2 separate regions of the Mus musculus genome follow, and region 2 is linked to region 1. The links are chromatin contacts, called in public promoter capture Hi-C maps. All regions are on one chromosome and are shown on one strand. Each heading gives the region's core, a stretch centred on a gene start, on an enhancer-like site or on the middle of the called end of the contact. The rest is flanking DNA. Distances are from core to core; before and after follow the strand shown. Region 1 holds the start of Serpina5 (serine (or cysteine) peptidase inhibitor, clade A, member 5). Region 2 holds the start of Serpina3k (serine (or cysteine) peptidase inhibitor, clade A, member 3K).

Evidence for each region. Promoter capture Hi-C pulls out the DNA fragments that hold promoters and counts their contacts.
Region 2: a promoter capture Hi-C map of liver shows a contact between it and region 1, with 6 times the contacts expected there. The contact joins the promoter of Serpina3k here to the promoter of Serpina5 in region 1. A contact is called at or near these places in 10 of 39 promoter capture datasets (the 3T3-L1 cell line, cranial neural crest, embryonic stem cells and 5 more), 6 of 484 Hi-C or Micro-C datasets (all in liver), 2 of 115 datasets of contacts at active chromatin or transcription factors (both in liver) and 4 of 9 other capture datasets (adipose tissue, liver, macrophages and 1 more).

What each region holds. Positions count from the first base shown.
Region 1 is chr12:104,099,355-104,102,896 of GRCm38.p6, reverse strand. Serpina5 (serine (or cysteine) peptidase inhibitor, clade A, member 5) reads right to left here and starts at 1,784. Exons shown (of 5, transcript NM_172953.3): 1 at 1,638-1,784; 2 at 603-1,228. The coding sequence starts at 1,215.
Region 2 is chr12:104,336,547-104,340,088 of GRCm38.p6, reverse strand. Serpina3k (serine (or cysteine) peptidase inhibitor, clade A, member 3K) reads right to left here and starts at 1,603. Exons shown (of 5, transcript NM_011458.2): 1 at 1,544-1,603.

The DNA.
Region 1 (3,542 bases), core at 535-3,034:
TGCTTGGTCCCTGGTTGGTTGAGTTGTTGTGGGAAGGATTAGGAGGTGAGGCACTTATTGGTACGACATTGAGAAGGCTTGGAGGTTTCAAACACTCTCACCAGTTTCCTGCCTCTCTGCTGAGTGTTTGTGGATCAGATGTAAGCTCTCAGTTATTGCTCCAGCAGCACACCTGTCTGCCTGCTACCGTGCTTCCTACTGAGATGGTCATAGACTCTGAAACTATAAGCCAATCCTAATAACGTGATTATTTTTTCTTCAATAATATGTCCTGGCCATGGTGTCTTGGCAGGGCAACAGACATTTGCTTTCAGTAGCCTCTGACCCCTCCTGTTTCCTGCCTTCTTAGCCCTGATCAGATCCATATCCTGTTTCTAGTGGGTTTGACAGTCAGGGTTGTTTTGTCATGATGTCTATGACAAAGACCAGCTCCTGACTGTGGAATCACTGACAGGCTGATAAGCAGGTTCTGTCTCCCATGAGGCAGCTTTCCTTCTACCCAGCTGGCACTTGGGTGGCTTGTTCTTTTATCAGGGAGGGAATGCTATCTTTTAATAAAAACAGAAAAGAGGAAAAAGTTCAAGTTGGAGCCCAAGGCTTACCTTTGAAGAAGATGTAATTTACCACTATCATGACATGGGTGCTGTCAAGATCCTTGATAAAGTCTACAATCTTGCCCTTGGTCTGCTTGGCTACATAGTTGTTGATCTGCTTCTTGGCGATTTCAGGGTTCCCAAAGTTGGTAGAGAAAGTGTCTGACATGTACAGTGTCTTCATGGCACTCAGGAAGTCGTCCCGGATATGTACTGCTGGGTCTTTAAAAAGGGCACTGCCCAGGCTCAGCTGCAGGCCATCACTAGGCTGCCTGAATCTCTGTAGCAGCTGTTGGAAGCCCTTGTGGAGCTTGTCTTCTTGGCCTTGCTGGAGGCTGAGGCCTAGGCCATCTAGGATCTGGGTCTTCGTCTTCAAGCCAGCCCCCAGGGAGAGCATGCCCAAACTCATAGACACGCTCAAGGGGGAGAAGAAGACATTCTGACCAGGGGATTCAGAAACCAAGGCCCTGTAGAGTCTGAAAGCAAAGTCTTTGCTACTGGGAGGTCCCACAGCACCCACCGAGGACTCTTTAGCCTTCTTCTTCTTGGAATGGGAGTGTCGGCGGGAAGCCACCCCATGGCTGATGAACAGCACCAGGCACAGAATGGGGAAGAACCTCATTGTGGTGACAGCTCTGGAGGGGAGAAGAGAAAAATGTTCTTGGAGAGGGAACAGTTGTGAGTCAAAGTGAGAGACACAATGAGTAGGCTGACATCTGCAAAGATGTCCCCATGTCCCCTCCAAGAGGGTAAGAAGGAAACTAGACCATGAGGCTGTAAAGAGAAGCAGTGGTACTCAGTGCTCTGGGACGATCAGATGAAGCAGGCAACTAACTGCTCAAGGTAGACTTACAGACCGGTATGCAATGGAGTTAAAACAAAATCAAAATCAAAAACAAAAAACAAAACATTTTTTCCTCATAATATTTTAAGTAAGTTTAGGATTTTGCATTATGCCTCATTCGCAGGGTTCCTTGGCTTCAGCTATGTTACACCCACACACATCCATAATGCCACAGGTCCTACCCCAGCAGGTGTACTCACTCTGTATCGTGGTGGCTGAGTGTCAAGGTATAGTCCACCTGGCTTACAAGAGGACAGAGAGCAGAGCAGAGGAATTGCAGCCGGCAAATGTCACTGACCGCAGAGACTCTGTCTCCACCCCACTCCAGCTCTGCTTCATTGGGAGCTGGGTTGATCTAAGATTTTCGTAGGGTCCCCGATAAAAGGACAGAATAAATGTACTTCTGTTTCTTTGTCTAAGAATGTGCTTGGCAATGCCAGCCAGAGCCCGAGGCTGGAGCCTTGAACTTGTTAAGGTTTCTATTCCTGGGACTTAGCTTTTTCCCCTGAAGAGACTGGTGTCATCAATTCCAAGGCTGCCGTGTGCTCAGTCTGGAATGTTCTTGAGATATCATGTTTTCCTTGCGCAACATTGTTTGATTAGCTTCCCTCTGGCTTTGTCCCATTGTGTGGCAGTTTCTGCTGACTCTGTCTCATCTCTTACCTGGACTTGGTATATAAGATACTGTACTTTTAAAAGAAGCTTGCTTGGTATAAGATCCAGCATGTGAAAGCTGGACTTCCTGATCCCTAACTGTATCTTCTCTAGCTTATGGCCTCCTGATCCCACCTCCCCCCTCGGCATTGTTACAAAAAAAAAATGACTGTATGGTCCAAGTCAAGTAGTGACTAAACAGGGACGCCTGAATATGAGAAAAAGAGTAAATATGGCCATAACACATAGAGAAATTTAAAAATTAAAAAGTATCCCCAGAGAGACCACCTGAAGAAAGGGGTAGAAACTTCAAGAGTGAAACAAAAGATAGTAAAGTTGTCTTCTTAACATAATATTGCTATTGGTTATTTGGGAATTTGACAATGTATCCCATTACCCTTACTTCCCAGCCCCCCAGGCCCGCTCCCCACCTCTTGTGCACCACTGCCCCCAAAGATAGAAAAAACAAGTCCAGTTTGTGTTGTCCATATACTCGCCAGAACATGGTCAAACTCCTGCTGGCCAGCTCCTTAAAGATGAGTGAGTCTGTCCACCTCCACAACCACCAGGAACCAGCTATCATGGAGAGCTAAACTTCAGCATCCTTACCCTAACAAACAGCCTGCTTGGTTTTGCTAGATTTCTCCCCAGTACAGGATAGGTATAGGGGTTGTGGGGTGAGGGCCTATGTGGTGTGTGTGTGTGTGTGTGTGTGTGTGTGTGTGTGTGTGTGTGTGCATGTTGAGGACACAGTCAAAACTCACAACAGTGGCTGCACAGATTTCAGAACCCAGGTTCAGACTACAAAGAGCCCAGTCTCCTAGGCACAACAGTCCATCATTGACCCGCCTTTGCCTGAGAGATAACTGCTCTGAAAACTCTTTCCCAACCAGTTTTACATTAAAAAACAAAAAGGAGGTTTATCTACATGACTATTAAAAGGTCTCATGATATTAAAAAAAATAGAAAACGTTATAAAAATAAAGTTATTTTACATGTTATTTAAAAAGTAAAAATAGCATAAAAAATAGCATAAGTTATGGTACTAAAATATAAAAGCTATGAGGTAAAAAATATTTTGATGAAAATTTATACATACAGAAATAAATTATTTTAATAAATAATAATTTACATAAAGATTGAGGTGGATATATTGAGATATGAGCTATATAAAATTAAAAGGGTTATAAGTTACAAAGTTCTGAGTACATTATTTAAAGTATAAAAGGGATAAGATTTAAAGATAATATACATAAAACTAAATTTTCTAAGGCTTGAGATTAGCAATTTAAAATAAAGGTTGTCAAATTAAGATTTATTTAAAATTATCTGGCTGCCAAAATATTACATAATAGCTAAAAAAAAAATCAGATCAGTGACCTTCTGGGTGCCTCTCATGGGAGGCCCTGTGCCGAAGACCCTCTGGGTCCCTGTGTCTGCGTGGAACGGGT
Region 2 (3,542 bases), core at 354-2,853, 240 kb before region 1:
ACAAGTCTATGAAATCTTAAGGCCCCTGAGTTCATTTGGTGCATGAAGCTAGGTGTTGGGGGGGGGGTTAGTTGTAAGGCAGTGGGAGAAATATCTGGTGCAGTGCAGAAATCCTTAACCCATGGGAACTAGCAGTGGAAGGACACACAGGGAAATGTTCTCTCGACTCTTTGTACCTCAGGAGGCTTGAAAAGCCTCCTGGCAGGAAGAAGAAAGAGTATCAGTATCAGTCTCTGATATCTGCGCCAGATTTCATGTTGGCTGTGTGATAGCAATCAAATGGGTAGACCTCTCTGTGCAGCTCAGTGAGGGGACCAGGTTACATTATTGTTAAGTGGCTGGCTTGTTGTTGGCATTGGGGGGTCATGGTAGGAAATGTCTAGGGGTCCATCTCCTCCATATACAACCAGCGTGAGGGCCACAGGCATCCTAATGAAGTATAGTTGAAAGCTTGCAATCAAGGCTATATACCTTTGGCCTCTGATCATTTATTCAGGTGTAAAGTTGAAGGTAGATGGTAAAGGAATGGGAGACAGAGGAAGGAGTGGAGAGAAGAGAGAGCGAAGAGGGGAAATGAGAGAGGAGGTAGGGAAAAGGAGAGAGGAGGATGAGTAGAGGGAAAAGAGGGAGTAGCAAGGAGAGGGGAGAGAAGAGAAAGGAGGGAGGAGAGAGGCGAGATCAGAGAGTAGAAGTTTGGAGAAAGTAAGGAGATAGAAATGGGAAAAAAGGGTGCAAGGAGATAGGAAGAGGGAGGAGAGGGGAGTAGGAAGAGGGAGATGGAGAGAAAGCAGGATGAAGTGAAGAGAATTAGGCTGGGAGAGAAGACAAAAGGAGCACACAGGGAGCTGGAGAAAGCAGAGAAGGGTGTGTTGGCACTAAACCACTTGTCCCCATTGCTGTGACATGCCTACAGAGGAGCCCAGAACCTCAACAACTTGTCTGCCTTTACTCTGTACTTTACTTTCACACTGATGCAACCATTTCTATGGAAAGGCACTCAACAGTATTTTGTCCCACAATTATTTTCAGAGAAAAGAGGTTGCTCAGTTGGTATGGCAAGAGACATGGCTCAGTGAATGGGCATTCTTTGGTTCGCTAGTTGAGGGTGAAACCTGTCTGCCAGGGGATCTGTGATCTAAGAAGGAAGTGGGGTCCCAACACCCACCCCCAGGCATTGCCTTTGTGATGTGAGCAAGACAGAAGTGTCGCCTCATCCAGAGTGACTGTGCAACAGTCCTGTCTCAGCCTAGCTATCACAGCAGCATGCCACGCAAGTTCTCAAAACTTCATCCCAGTAGAGTCAGAGGAGCAGCTTCCATTTATTGTCTATGAGCAGAGACCACAGCATCTGCATCTTCCTTTGGCAAGAGAAACAGACCAGAGAGAAGATTCTGTGAACCCAGAAATGTTCCCTGATTGTAGCCTAGTATCTCATCCAAAGCCCTTGCCTCAGCCACACACATGTTGTAGGCCATAGCTAGTACCATACAGTCCTGGGACAGTGCCTTTTCTGTCCCTGGAGTCAAGGAATCCCGGGCATTACCTGCAGAGCCTCTGTGATAGCTGACTCCTGATGTTCAGGGTTGTTGGCTTGCCTGGCATCTCCCCAGTGAACAGTGATGCCTATTTATTCCTCCCAAGGGCTCCTCCCTCCTCTTAGGAAATGTTGGCATGGACAAGTTGTGCCCTGTGTTCGGTTTACAATTCGTCAGACAAGAAGATTCCTGGTAATATGGATTTGTAGTCTCTATCAGAACTGCCTCCTGATGGGGCAATTCCCAACTCTTCTCTGTACAAGCCCATTGGATCTCCTGGGTATGTATTTTGTTTGTCAAATGTTTCAAAGACAATGTGGAAAGGGGAAGAAGTCAGAAGCAAAACCAGAATGCATGATCTCTACCCTACTGTACTGGCTAGTTTTGTGTCAACTTGACACAGCTGGAGTTATCACAGAGAAAGGAGCTTCAGTTGAGGAAATGCCTCAAGGAGATCCAACTCTAAGGCATTTTCTCAATTAGTGATCAAGGGGGAAAGGCCCCTTGTGGGTGGGACCATTTCTGGGCTGGGAGTCTTGGGTTCTATAAGAGTGCAAGCTGAGCAAGCCTGGGAAGCAAGCCAGTGTAGAACATCCCTCCATGGCCTATGCATCAGCTCCTGCTTCCTGACCTGCTTGAGTTCCAGTCTTGACTTCCTTTGGTGATGAACAGCAGTATGGAAGTGTAAGCTGAATAAACCCTTTTCTTGCCAACTTGCTTCTTGGTCATGATGTTTGTGCAGGAATAGAAACGCTGACTAAGACACCTACTTTTCACCAACGAGGGCTGCAGCTTTATAGTCTAAGTCATTTAAAAATGAACACTGAATACTAACTAAAAAAAATCAGTAGCCCTCCTTTATACAAATATTAAGTGGAAGAACTGAGAGCAAACATCCTGCACAATAGCCACAAGTAACATCAAATATCTTGGTTTAACTCCAACCAGGCAAGGAAACATCCTGCAGGACAAGAGGTTCTACTGTCTGAGGAAAGAAATTGAGGAAGATATTAGAATATGGCAAGATATCCATGCTCATGGATTGGTAGGATTAGCCTAGTAAAAATAGACATTCTAACAAGAGCAGTCTACTGATTCAGTGAAATTCCCATTAAAGTTCCAACACAATTCTTTACAGGCCTTGAAAGAGCATTTCTCAACTTCATATGGAAAAACAAAACACCCAGGATAGGTAAAAAAAATCTTGTATAATAAAAGAACTTCTATATCTGTACCACCATCCCTGGTTTCAAGCTGTACTACAGAGCAATAGTAATAAACCCCCATGGTATTGGCATGAAGACAGGCATGTTGATCAATGGAATAGAACTGAGTGATCTAGGAGAACCCATTGAGCAAAGCAAAGGTTTGGTTTGACTCACAGTTTCAAAGTCTACAGTTCAGGGTCTGCTGGCTCCAGTTCTGTTCTAGGTCTATTTCCAATGTCTGTGACTACCCAGTACCCAGTTCTTGCCTAACTCTTACCCTCCTCCAGGCCCTAGGCTCTGCCACCCACTGCCCTTTTCTGGATCAGCCTCCATCTGATACAGTGTTGGAGCCCAAACTCCTGTAGCTGCATGGGGCTTGTTGGTCAGAGCAGCTCCTCTCCCTCTAGCACTTTTACTCAGGGCAGTGTCACAGCCTTTCTCTGCATTCCCAGCCAAACAACCTCACAGGACAAATAGACACCTCCATCTTCATCACACAAAATGAAAGGAGCAAAGTATCAATTTGTGTGTTCCTGCACAGAAAGTGTCCAGGCAGTGTTCACTCAGCTCCTGTTGGCAGGAGTTGTCTCTAATGACGACAAGGACATAGAGATTGTCATTCACACTCTGTGACTCCTGTGATGGCCCTCTGACCTATATGCTGTTATCAGCCCCTTTCATGTCAAGAGGAAACTGAGACACAGGGAAGCTTAATTATTTCCCCATGACTACACAGGTAGACATTATGATGTGTGGGATGCTCCTCTAAGTGTCTTGGTCAGCCTTACTGAATAGCAGT